Linked DNA regions of Mus musculus: region 2 is linked to region 1. A link is a contact called in public HiChIP or PLAC-seq data. All regions are on one chromosome and are shown on one strand. The core of a region is the stretch at or near the end of the contact, and the rest is flanking DNA. Distances in the headings are between cores, read along the strand shown. Region 1 overlaps Atp9a (ATPase, class II, type 9A). Region 2 has its middle 40 kb from the start of Gm25214.

Evidence for each region. HiChIP or PLAC-seq counts read pairs in DNA pulled down with a chosen protein or histone mark.
Region 2: a contact with region 1 is called in an H3K27ac HiChIP or PLAC-seq map of embryonic stem cells, with 12 read pairs. The contact joins two enhancer-like sites. A contact is called at or near these places in 4 of 39 promoter capture datasets (3T3-L1-derived adipocytes, the HPC-7 cell line, cranial neural crest and 1 more), 2 of 15 datasets of contacts at CTCF or cohesin (embryonic stem cells and stem cell-derived epiblast-like cells), 9 of 484 Hi-C or Micro-C datasets (adipose-derived mesenchymal stem cells, embryonic stem cells, nephron progenitors and 2 more) and 14 of 115 datasets of contacts at active chromatin or transcription factors (embryonic basal ganglia, embryonic hindbrain, embryonic midbrain and 4 more).

Annotation. Positions count from the first base shown.
Region 1 is chr2:168,692,253-168,698,984 of GRCm38.p6, forward strand. The region is part of intron 4 of Atp9a (ATPase, class II, type 9A); the gene reads right to left. Among named protein-coding and RNA genes, the nearest start is that of Atp9a, 46 kb to the right of the region's middle. RefSeq lists an enhancer at 867-3,640. Within about 2 kb of position 2,344, at least 41 of the 459 cell types and tissues checked have an H3K27ac peak or open chromatin away from gene starts, as enhancers often do. A contact at or near this core is called in embryonic stem cells, where this site is marked.
Region 2 is chr2:168,838,640-168,845,371 of GRCm38.p6, forward strand. No RefSeq gene overlaps it. Among named protein-coding and RNA genes, the nearest start is that of Gm25214, 40 kb to the right of the region's middle. Within about 2 kb of position 2,947, at least 30 of the 459 cell types and tissues checked have an H3K27ac peak or open chromatin away from gene starts, as enhancers often do. A contact at or near this core is called in embryonic stem cells, where this site is marked.

The sequences.
Region 1 (6,732 bases), core at 1,094-3,593:
ATCAACACTGAGATTTCTCTCTAAATCCTTCTCACTTTTTCTTTTTACAATAAGCATGAGGTAGGTTGCTTTTCCAACTAGAGACAAATATATTAAAATATATATATATATATATATATATATATACATACACACACACACACACACATATATAAAATAAACTAACTCAAAAACTTGAACTGCTAGGCCCACAGTCTTTTCCTTCCACGTGCAGCCCTGAGTTATGATCAGTTAGACTCCCTCAGGCCAGCCACTCTACCTCAGCACACCCTCTAACCCAGCATGTCTGCAGTCACTAGGTCTCCCAGCATGTTAATCCTCCACTGCAAGCAAGCCTGCTAGACCTGGCCCAGCCAGCAAGGTCTCCAGCAGACCAGAGGACCCCTACATGACCGGACACTTGTGTTGCTTAACCAGGGACTGTCACCGGGGGTGGTAGGGAGGATGAGCCATAGGTCAGCAGCTTCAAGAGAGACCAAGATAGGAGAGATGGCTCCTCAGTTAAGAAACCTGGCTGCTGCGGATTTCTGAGTTCGAGGCCAGCCTGGTCTACAAAGTGAGTTCCAGGATATCCAGGGCTACACAGAGAAACCCTGTCTCAAAAAACAAAACAAAACAAAACAAAACAAAACAAGAAACCTGGCTGCTCTTCCAGAAGACTAAGGGTTTATTCCCAGTACTCACATGGTAGCTCACAACCACCTGTTAACTCCAGTTTGAGGGGATCTGACACTGTTCTCTGGCATCCACGGCCACTGTGTACACATGGCGCACAGACACACATGCATGCAAAATACCCATACATGTAAATAAAAACATAAAAACTAAAGAAAGAGATCAAGAGAGCCCTAGACCCACACCTGTTACAGTAGTGATGGTGCCTTGCATTAAGTGTGTATGGCCCACCCCATACATGGTGGTGGTGGTGACGATGGGATGGGGGGGGGGTGTGCACACGTCTGTGGAGGCTGATGACAACTTTCAGGAGTTAGTTTCCTCCTTCCACTCTGAGTCCTGTGGAGAGGACTTAACCTGTCGAGTTTGGCGACAAGAGCCTGTATCCACTGAGGTGCCTCACCAGCCCTATTTCCTGAGGCGCTGGAGGACAGAGACGCAGTCTTCAGTGGCTGGTACCAACTCCCAAAGTGAAAGGCAATTTAGAACCCACAACTCCTAAGCGAGAATTAACCTCTGTCTTCCAGAAAGGAGGAAGAGAAGTGGAAAGAGCAGGAGGAGGAACAGAGAAGGGGGAGGGTGGGGACGGGGCACAGAAACGGGAGCAGGAAGCACCGGTGCAGCCAAGGCGAGAGCTGAAAATCCTTACTGGAGGGCCAGCAAGGTGGCTCAGTGAGTAAAGGGGTCTGCTGCCAAGCCTCACGATCTGAGTTTGATCCCAGGGACCCACAGGGTAGGAGAGAGGCAACTCCTGAAAGTTGTCCTCTTACCTCAATACACACACAAACACATACACAAACACATACACACAAACACACACACAAACACATGCATACACACACACATTAGACACACAAACATGTGCATACACACACACATTAGACACACAAACATGTGCATACACACACACACAAACACACACATAACACACAAACACACACAAACACACACACACACATACACACAAACACACACACGGTTTTTAAATCTTAAATTTTAACATGGGATCTGCACTTGGTTTTGACTAGTCTACAGCCAGCTCAAGAGGGGACATAGTACCAGAGCTTCCTCAGAAAGCACCCTGAGAAGTGAGCCCCAGAACCCATCCTTTCCCCTTCTGGGGTGCTCTACCCAGAATCCACCACTAGGCCCTAAGACTCCTTCACACATGCTTTTTATGTATGTATTTATTTATTGTGCATATGTGTAGTACACGTGTGCCACTGCACACATGCAGATGTCAGAGTGCAACCTTTCCACCAAGTGGACTCGACCTCGGGTCCTTAGGCTCAGCAGCAAGCACCTTTACCACTGAGCCACCCTGCCAGCCCCAAGGCTCTTTGGGTTTTGATGGGGGGGTTGTTATGTTTTGTTTTGTTTTGTTTTGTTTTTCTTCCGTGCACTGTTGGAGACTCCAACAGAAGCTGGAGTGAGATTCTTACGAAAGTGACATGGAAAATTTTCCAGACACTGCCCTGATCATTAACCGGCCACTTTCTCCGCCTCACCCCAGCAGGCTCGCAGGCCGCGTATACCGAGGACAAACAGCCAATGAGCACAGCTGTTTATTTCTATAGCGCTGGCCCCCAAGCCTTTCATAAGCACACCAGCAGGGCCGCAGCGGCCTTTCATGGGTGACAGCCCTAGAATAAGAGCGGCCTGTCTCTGTGGCAGGGAGACACCAGATGTTTCCTCGGACTGAAGCGCGTAAGTGACAACTCAGAAGGATCTACACGTACTCCACCCCCACCCACCCCCAAGGAGGGAAACCAGCCTTAAACAAATTCCAGGGCACAGGCCCGCGGGGGCCTGGTTTTGACCCCGAACACTCGAGTTACATTTCTAGTTTTCACGGTGAGCGCAGGGCAATGGCTAATGGATCACTCTCTAATCGAACTGTGGCAGCGGACAGACGAGCTGTAAATTCCACTCCCGAGTACACTTCCTGGGGCTGACATCAAAATACCTCCTCCCGGCTTAAAGGTGAAGCTTTCACATTCAAATGGCGGCGGTGGCAGTTCCAAACCCAGGAAAAGACTCACTGGCAATACAAGCCAAGGCTACCAAGCACCTTTGCTTAAGTCAGTTAAGAACCAGACGGAGGCGGGAGGGATTGCTTTTAAATATTGTAAGTTTATATTCAAGTTGTAAGTTATAGACACTTTTCAATAAATATATCAATGGCTAAAACCAGTTGGCAATGTCCCAAAAAGACAAATCGTCTAACAGCCTAGGAGCAGGAAGTGGCTTCTGAGAGAAGCTACAGTGCTGGGGGGATTCCCCAGGACCCACATGGAAAGATGAGAACTCACCCAAGTGATCCTTTGCCTTCCACGGGTGCCAGCACACCCACAACCACACCCACAAGAAATAAATACAGCCGGGCGTGGTGGCGCACGCCTTTAATCCCAGCATTCAGGAGGCAGAGGCAGGAGGATTTCTGAGTTTGAGGCCAGCCTGGTCTACAGAGTGAGTTCCAGGACAGCCAGGGCTACAGAGAAACCCTGTCTCGGAAAACCAAAAAAAAAAAAGAAAAAGAAAAGAAATAAATGCATGTGTGTATCTGAAATGATTAACCGTACAATTTTAATGTGAAGATATTCAGGGTTTTTGTTTTTGTTTTGTTTTGTTTTCCACTAAACAATGGATCCATTTACCAATGAATTACCATAAGTACCGAATATTAGCAAAGAAAAACTTCAAGTATCGCTTTGCATCTGTCTGACCTCAGGAGTCTGTAATAAATAAGTCCCTCTTAAAGACTCAACTGAGCTGCCGGCCTCGACCTTACTGGGGTGGGGTGGGGCAGATTTTTTTTCTAGGCTCAGGAACCAGCCTTGAGCCCTGTCCTGAAGGGTCTTTGCAGGACTTTAACACCTTAACATCAAGAGGTCCATTACTGGGGCCAGCAACATGGCTTAACTAGTTAAGCACTCACCACAAAAGCCCGATATCCTGAGTCACACACACACACACACACACACACACACCAGACATTAGTAAATAAAAGTAGGGGAAAGAACTCTGTAGTGGTTTGAATAGTTTTGGCCCCCACAGACTCATGTGTTTGAAGGCTTTGGCCCACAGGGAGTGATCCTATTAAGTGATACTATTCAGACCTTGTCAAATAGGTGTGGCCTTGTTGGAGGAAGTATGACACTGTGGCATGAGCTTGGCCAATCTTCTGTCTGCCTTCAGAAAAGATGTAGAATTCACAGCTCCTCCTGTGCCATGCCTGCCTGGACGCTGCTATGCTCCTGCCTTAATAAAAACACTGTAACCCAGCCACAATTAAATGTTGTCCTTATAAGAGTTGCCTTGGTCATGGTATCTGCTCACAGCAGTAACACCCTAACTAAGACAAAGTTTTAAAGTCTAGCACTACAGTTCTCTCCTTATAAAAATAGACACTGGGCGGAAGAGATGGCTCAGTGGTTAAGAGCACTGGCCACCCTTGGAGAGGGCCTTATTTGAGTCCCAGCACCCACATGGGGACTCATGACCACCTGTAACAGGTTCCACGCATTTCCAGGTCATCTGTGACCTCTTCAGGCACCACAGGCTCTGCATGTACATGGTCCACACACATACATGCAAGCAACACAGCACCCATAAACAACAATGAAAACTACGTAGCCCAGTGAGGTAGCACTTGGGAAGCAGACGTGGGTAGAGCTATGTGAGTTCAATTCATATTCAGTCATTAAACACAGTCTACTCTCTGAAGTCAGACAAGCAGTGCCTCAGTAACGACTAACTGAACCAGTTCCCATTAACGACTGCATCCTTTTGTGCTGATTAAAGTGGAACAGGACCCCCCTAAAGGAAACGCAGGGATGCTCAGGTCAGAAGGGAACACCACTCACCACAACCCTAGGAAACCGTCCACAAGAGACTCTCTAAAGATGAATGCTCTGGCCCTGAGCACTCTACAGCTGAGCTAACACAGGACTCCACAGAGTAGGAGACCTGAGAGAGGCGAGGCGAGGGACACATTTAGTATCCAGCAGGACCCTGAGAAAAGGCTCTGTGTAGCGGGCGGACATGGGCCTATGGCTCTGCACTGATGGCTAGCTGTCTGCCCAGATGTCCCCAGCAGGAGGAGGCTCCTGCACTCGTTATGTTTCTGCGTGCACTTTCTCCCAAGGCTAATTACCTCAGCTTCATTCAGTCCTGCATGGCGGGAAGGCAGGCCCTGTGAAGAGTCAGGTATCATCTGTGGAAATGCAAGTCCCGGCCCATGTCTCTCACGTCCCTCACAGGCACACACCCTTCTCTAGCCCTTGCCGCTCACCCACTCACAGGCACCCCTCCCCTAAGCATCAAACTTATTGAAAAGAAAAAAAAAAAAAAAAAAAGAGTCTGAGGAGAAGTCCATTTGCGTGGTCTCCCCTGACCCGGCCTGCGTCTCCCATCGCTGTTCTGCTCTCCCGCTGTCTGAGGTGAGCTAAGATCTTTCTGAGGAACTGGTTTCTGCTGGGCCATCCCCTTCACATCTCTCTCTGGCCTCATTTCCTGGAACTTCAGCACCCTTGAACACTGTTGGTTAGAGAAGACAGCTGTTTGTTTGGTTTGGTTTTTTTTTAAAACAGGGTTTCTCTGTGTAGCCCTGGCTGTCCTGGAACTCACTCTGTAGACCAGGCTGGCCTCAAATCCAGAAATCCCCCTGCCTCTGCCTCAGGAACAAGCTCAGGGCTCTCCTTGAGGCCAACCCAGGCTGATGACAGACAGATAGGTAGACAGACAAGACAGACAGGCAAAACAGACAGACAGTGTCTGTGTGTATAAAATAGAGAGGGAGAAATGAAAGAAATAGAGACGCTTGTCCCAAATGAAGATGACACCTGGTTTTATTCTCTGACTTACATTCTGTGGATACACACATGCACACACACACACATGCACACTGGCACTCATACACATACATGCACATACATGCACGCGCACACATTTCAAAGCCGGCAATCAAGAGCCCGCTGTAGCTGTAGCACTAGGGCTGCACACACTGGAGCAGCTGACCTCATCAGCACGCACACTAGGCGCTCCCCTGCCTCCTGCACAGTGGCTCCTGCCTCTAGAGGAGCCTTGTCTTCAGGCAGGCCTGGGTTCCATCCCCTCGGCTCTGCCCTTACCTCATTCTTCTCTCTCAGACAAATGTTTCCCTGTTGTCCTAGAGCCTCAGCCTGAGCCTGAGCAATAGGTACAAAGAGAAAACTTTCCCTCTCTCCCCATCCCAGCTGACAAGGCCTGGTGACAATACCTGGTGCCTGGCGGGCTGTGGCTGTGTGGGGACAGCAGTGTGCCAATTCCCAATCTGTACAACATCTTTCCCAAAACGTGTCACTGTCCCTCTCCCAGTGCCACGCTCAGGCGATCACAGAAGCAACCCTTCCCAGAGGCGCTGGGCCTCACTGGGTCTGCCATGTACTCAGCCCCACTACTATTTTTGTAAACTCTTTTTGTTTCTGAGACAGAGTCTTACTCTGTAGCCCTATCTGGCCTGGGAGCTCACTAGGTAGATCAGGCTAGCCTCAAACTCACAGAGCTGGAGACAAAGGTGTGCGCCACCATATCTGGCTTTTGTAGAATTCTTTATCAGGGCTAGCTGAGCATGCATGTGGCACAGGCATGAAACTCACACCCAGAAGGTCCCATACTGGTTCAATGTCCCACAAGAACCATCCAGAAATTCCTTGTTTTTCCAGGGCAGTGAGAGGGTGAGACAGGGTCTCCCATGGCTCAGTCTGGCTTTAAACTGGCCTTGAACTTCTGATCCTCCTGCTTCCAACTCCTGAGTGCTGGGGTTTCAAGCACACCACCACACCCAGTTTTGTTTTGCTTTTAAAGTCCAGGTCTCCATACGTTACTCCGACTGGTCTTGAACACGGAATTCTTTCTGCCTCGGCCTCCCAAGTAGTTTAGTGTTGTGGCTTGGATCTAACATTTGTGTTGACTCCCAAAATCACATGGGAATCTGTACATCCAGACACGGAGGGTCCCTACCCCCAGTTGGCTTTAATTGGTAAATAAAAGTAGCCAGTGGCTGGACAGAGAGAC
Region 2 (6,732 bases), core at 1,697-4,196, 150 kb after region 1:
GGGCGCATTCATTTCCCCCAGTGTAAACCCAGCGGCACGTAGATGCCTGCATAGGGGAAGATGCGCTGTTGTTACACTAGACCCTTTTCAGCTTTAAAACGTGGACCTTCACCAAAAACTCTGACCTCCGTTCCCCCCTCCCATCCCGAGGCAGAGTGGGGACGAGGCATTGAATTACCAGCTTGTCACTGACGCCACGGGCTCTCTCAGTCCTTTGAACAGGAGCTGGGCTTAAGAAGAAAGTTTTTCTTAATAAGTAGCTGCTCCCGCTTTGATATGCACATCTGGATGCGAGGTCTTATCTGCAGCCAGCTAAGACTGCTTCCTGTGGGTAAATGATAAAAGAACAGCTCAAAATAACAAAAACGGAATAAAATGTGCCAGATGCCTCCGAAAAGCCGGACAATGTGAAGAAAGCAACTACTGACAATTGAAGCAATCATTTTAGAGGCCTACTGGCTCAAGATTTTTTTTTAAGGGATTAGGAAGAAGAGAAAGGGGGGGGGTGCCAACCTCGGCTGACAGGCATGGCTGTATTCTGTTGGAAATGAAGGGGGGGGGGGATAACGTGAAGCATGCTATCAATCACGTTGGGGGTTAATTTTGCTTCTGTCCTGGCCTGTTTCTGAAGCTTAAAAAAAAGAAAAAAGAAAAAAAAACTTCCCTTTTCTTTGTTGCTCTCTGTTTAAGCACAGTTAACTCTGAGGCCCCTAATCAATGATTCTGATTCACAAATTCTTTCAGGAATGACAAAGGATTTCACACAGACCGAAACCACCAAGAAGAGTGACCCTCTGGTGGGGCCAACTTCCACTTTCTCTCCGTTTGGTTTTAAAGAATAAGTTTTTCTTTACTCCGATTCCTTCCATAACGTTTTTTTTTTTCTTTTTTCTTGATTTCTTCACCATCTTTGTTAGAAAGATTCTTATGAAAACCTTATGATTATCTCAGCTTGGGGAAATTTTGAAGGAGCTTCGGTCCCCTCCTCCATGTGGACTGGTCTGATGTTTTCGGAGTTAGGGTGGAAGGGCAGGACTGTCTTAGATGACACACAAAATATGAGTCTAGCTCTCTTCTGTTCATTTCAAAGCTTGCTTTGTAAACACACGCTGGGGGCTTCAGTTACTCTGTGGCTGATTGTAACTGATACGTTAATAAGCAAATGAAACTTAGGGCTTTACACACATCACTCCTTAGAGAGGAAACTGAGGACGGGGTGGGGGAGGGGACCGGGAGGGCAGGCTGCCCCCCGCCCCCCAGCCTAACCAGATAACGCCTGCATGGATTCCACATTAACATACAGCAGGCATGGGAAAATGATAGACTCCTACACCACTGTCATAGCAACTGAAAAAATGGCTGCTTTAGAGGGGAGGGGGGAAGAGGGCCACAGGGAAAGAAAAGCCAAGGCCCGTCTCTTTTTTTCTGTTTGACATCTGTTGTTTAACATACAAAATTGTATTACCGTGATGAAGCCGCCGCCGCCGCCCGGCTGAAGCCTCGCCTAAGAGGGAAGAGAGTGTAGCCCCAGTTCTGAAGTAAGAGTGAGTCCCCGACATTTCCACCTAGAGCTCCCCCGCCCCCCAACATTCCAGGTGTGAAAAGCTTGGCGGGTGTAGGGAGCAGGGCAGGGAGGGGCCAGTAAGGCACACGCCGAGTCCCATCGGCCACCTTCATTTCTCCTCTTTAAAACAGATTTTGGATTTTTCTAAAATGCACATTTGAGAGGGCTTGTTGTCACCCACACAGCAAATCCCGAGAATACAGCTACGGTTTGTAAACACAGGTGCGGCCCAGGGTTTAAAATGCTTATTGCAGGACGGGAAGGGCTTGCCCCTCCCCCACAGATCCCAGGACCTTGCACCCATGAGGGACTCCAGCCGGAGAGGTGGCTTTTATTTCCTTCCTTCTGTGGCTCCTTCCCAAATTTGTATAAAGTGGCCACTCACATAGCAACGAAATGTTCCAAATGGGACTGGAAACTGATATTTGGGACTCCCAGTATTGATATAAAACTTTCATATCGCCCCAACCGTATTACCTGGAGGAGATTCCTTCTTTGCCGCATATATTAATGTATATTATATGTTTTTATATATTAATATATAATGTATATATTTCTTTTTCTTAACAATAAGTGACATGGGCTGGCCAGATGGCTCAGTGGGTAAATGTTCCTGTTGCCAAGGCTGATGTCTCCAGTTCGATTCCAGAAACCCACTCAAAGTGGAAGAAGAGAACTTACTTCCAAAAGCTGTCCCCTGACCTCCGAGTGTGCATGCACGCACGAATGCACACAGTCTCTCTAAATAAACGCATATATTAAAAAAAATAGAATTTTAAATGCAGCAATTCTTAATCGCAAGTGGGGGCTTACAAGGGTAAACAGCTCGCAGCAGGGGCTCAGAAACAGCTGTGGAAGATTGCTTGCATCTTCACAGCCAAGCTGAGGCTTTCCAGGAAGGCTGAGATTAAACCCCTTGATAGGGAAAGATCAGATAAGTCCAAACAAAGACCATTTATATAATTGCCATCGGTCACCAGCTAAGTTAGCATTTTAAGGTGGGGAAGAAGGAAAGAAAAAAAAGAAAGAAAGAAAGAAAGAAAGAAAGAAAAAGAAATACCCCAAGCCAGGGCCATCAGTTAGTGACCTCAATCTGTAATAACGGGGTCCTGACAAAGGCAGACTTGGGAGGGGAACGCAGAAGCCTACGAAATCGGAAGGTCGGAATGGAATTGTTTGTTTTTCCAAATTGTCGAGTAAAGTTACAAGAAGCCACCTGGGTAAAGCCACAGCCTGAATCTGAATCCGCAGATAAAGCATACAGGGGCTGCAGGGTGTCGCCAGTAGATTGGAGACTGGAAGGAGGAATTTACTTGTGGGGAGGGAAGGAGACCAAAGGACATTAGAGGATCAAACCTAGCTAGGAGGGACACGCTGGGTGCTAGGCGTGAAGACGCCTGCCTTCTCACCCTACAAGGGCTTTTCAGGAAAGGGCGTTGGCCAGCCTGCTCCATCCTAGCCTTGAATATTTTTTTGCTCCCTTTTTGTTTGTTTATTTTCTGCTTCAAGGTTACATCAGCATAGTCTTTGTCCCAAGGGCTCACGACTGTGATATTTGCAATTCTAGACTTTTTTTTCATTCTGTTTAGATTCCGGAAGGACGACTCACAGTTTTTGTTTTTTTACATTGTCATATTTATTGCACTCTAAACGAGGGAAGCCTTCCCAGGGGCCCTCAGACTCTCCGGGGATGGGGTGGGGGAGGGTAGAGTTCTCCCCGGGAACTTTTCCTATTCGAATCTTTTTTCTTCCTAAGTCTCATCCATGGGTTTTTGAAAACCTGAACACGCTCCCTAACAATCGTCCAATAAAGTGGATCCCGTATCATCCCGCACTGTGTGAGAGTCACCCAGTGAGTGCACAAAGTGGAAACTGGCTTCAGATTTTCTGACTCAAGCTCCAAAATACGAGATTTTAGACCAGTCGGGAAAGTATCTCAACAGCCAGGAAAAAAAAAAAAACAAAAAACAAAAAACAAAACAAACAAACAAAAAATCAAAACCGAGTACACGGAAGTATTGGGGATTAAAAAATAACAAGAATCCCTGATACACTGAAGGCGGCTTCCGATCCGACCAGCATCCGGGTCATACTACCCGTGAACAGCGCCTCCCCAGAGTTCAGCATCTGGCTCTTACACCTAAGTCCAGCTCTCTCTAGCTATGAAAATTGGGTCAGGCAGTGAGGGTCAAAGGCTCGGAGGGTAAAGACTCTTCCCGCTAAGCTTCATCACCTGACCTGGATCCCCGGGACCCGCATGGTGGAAAGAGAGAACCATGCCTTGCAAGTTGTCCGCTGAGGACACTGGTGAGGACCTGACTCACGTGTGCTCCAATGCACAAAGTGACTGTGGTTGGAGACAGACGTTTTAAGGAGAAAACTAAGGTTAAACCAATTATTTGATGGCTCCCAGAGCTCTAATTTGGGTCCCATCACCCCTCTTGGGCAGCGTACATTGCCCTCTTCTGGCATCCTCTGGCATTACATGCATGCGTGTGGAGTACATACATACACATATAAATAAAAATACAAAAATGTAAAACAGTTGCTTTTCTCACCACGGTCATGAAAATGCCTGACAGAAGCAATGGAGGGAGGAAGAGAGGGAGGGAGGGAGAGAGGGAGGGAGGGAGGGAGGGAGGGAGGGAGGGAGGGAGGGAGGATACATTTTGACTCATGGTTTCAGAGTGCATCGTGGTGGGGTGAGGGGTGAAAGAGTCTCGCTTGGTGGCAGCCGACCGGAGCAGCTGCTTGCTTGTCCACTTGGCAGCAGGCAGGACACCGGAACACTTAGGATCAGAACAGAGGGTGTGCTTCATTTTTAAAGAGCCACCCCTAGTGACCTGTTTCCATCACTTTAACCCTCCAAAATCACACCACTTGTCGGGGACTGAGTGATCAGAGCGTGTGCCTGTGGGGAGATACCTAGATTCAAAGTACAGCCCTGAGGTCAGAAGGCTGGGCTCTAAGCGACACACTGTTGCCTTTATCTGTCATTACTTCATTATTGATTTAGTTTTTAGGTTATCACACAGAGTAATGAGGTGCTTGTTTGTTTGTTTTTGTGGTGCCTTTAAAAGACAAAAAGGTGGTGGTGGCGGGGTGAGGATGGAGGGATGGCCCAGTGGTGAAGAGCATTTGCTGCGCTTACAGGGGACCCGAGTTTGGGTCCCAGAATCCATGTTGGACAATTCATAACAACATGTAACCCCTGCTCCAGGGGGACTCCATGGGCTCCAACTTGGCCTCAGTAGGCGTCTAGCTCAAGAACGCGCACTCGCGCCCGGGATCTTTCCCTGTAAGGGGATAGAGTTACACCATGCATGTTCTCTAGGCTAGTTCTCAGATGCAGGTACCAACTGTGGACAAAATTTGCACCCGATGCCACTGTTTTCTTCCCTTAGCAAGAACCCAAGGGTCGGGCTGGAGAGACGGCTAAGATCACTGGCTGCTCTTCCAGAGGTCCTGAGTTCAATTCCCAGCAACCACATGGTGGCTCACAACCATCTGTAATGGGATCCGATGCCCTCTACTGGTGTGTCTGAAGACAGCTACAGTGAACTCATACACACAAAATAAATAATTCGAAGAAGAGGAGGAGGAGGAGAGGAAGAAGGAGGAGGAGGAGGAGGAGGAGGAGGAGGAGGAGAAGGAGAAGAAGAAGAAGAAGAAGAAGAAGAAGAAGAAGAAGAAGAAGAAGAAGAAGAAGCAGCAGCCACCGCCAAAGGTCACCAAAAGGTGGCATCAGGAGATCACCAATTACCAAAGAGAAACCAGCCCTACCCTTTCCTGGGTCCCTGCTGGGTCCCCAAAGTCACAGCATGACTGCAGCAGCCTGAGCTCACAGTCATGGAACTGGCACCTTATAACCTCTTTGGTTAAAAAAAAAAAAAAGCATCAACAGCTCTCAGACCCACAGCCACCTAGGAGCCAGATGGACGCCAGATACCTCTGCCTTCATTTTGTGCTGAAGGCACTGAGATAAGTTAATGTCCTAACACCGCAGGCCCTTAGATTCCAGGAAGAGCTGAACCTAGAAGAACAATCCACTCCCCCTTAAAGGAGGATAATTACCTAAGAGGGTGAGGCCACACCCTGGTCAAACTGCCTGACTTATCCCCTCAAGTGCAGGACAGAGGACCAGATCTCAGGATAAGGATAGTGATGATGGAGAGCAGCCCCTGCCCCCCAAAATCTTTGCTAGGGTACCCTTGCTCAATCTTGCATTGAAGTCTGAAGGTCATCCAGTTCCCTGAGGATGGACTCAGGGGTCTCCGGATTGCTTTGCCTTTATGCAGTTTGGTGGCACTGAGTGCATCTCCTCTCCTCTCTCTGCCTCTCACCAGGACTTGCTCCTTGGAGTGTTAGGGACAGGTGGCCAACCCTTGCCTGTTGGGGCTGCTGGCACCCAGGCTCGCACCTTAAAGACACTCCTAGCACCCTCGAGATTATGTCCAAAGCAGTAGGAGGAAATCTGGATTGAACACCCATCTTCTTGGCGGAGGGGGGAGGAACCCCCCCCAGGAAGTCATATTTTTAAGGTGCATTTATTTTATGTTTATGAATGTTTCGTTTGCGTGCATGAATGGGTACCAGGAACATTCCTGATGTCCTCGGAGTTTAAAAGAAGGCATGGAATTCCCTGGAACTGGGGCCATTGATGGTTGAGAGACACTATGTGGGTGCTGGACATTGAACTGGGTCCTCTGCAGAAGCAGAGTGCTCCAGGGGCTGCAGAGATGGCTCAGCGGGTAAGAGCACTGACTGCTCTTCCGAAGGCCCTGAGTTCGAATCCCAGCAACCACAAGGTGGCTCACAATCATCCATAATGAGATCTGACATCCTCTTCTGGCCTGTCTGAAGGCAGCTACAGTGCACTTATGTGTAATACTAAATAAATCTTTGGGCTGGAGTGAGCGGGGCTGACCGAAGAGAGCAGAGGTCCTAAAAGTTCAATTTCCAACAACCACATGAAGGCTCACAACCATCTGTACAGCTACATTGTACTCACATACATAAAATAAATAAATAAATAAATAAATAAATAAATCTTTAAAAAAAAAAAAAAAAAAGAGTGCTCCAAACTTCCAGGTCATCTCTCCTGCCCGGAAAGTTTCTTCCTCTTCTATTCTTGTGGTCACAACTGGGTGACAAACTTGCTTCTGGAA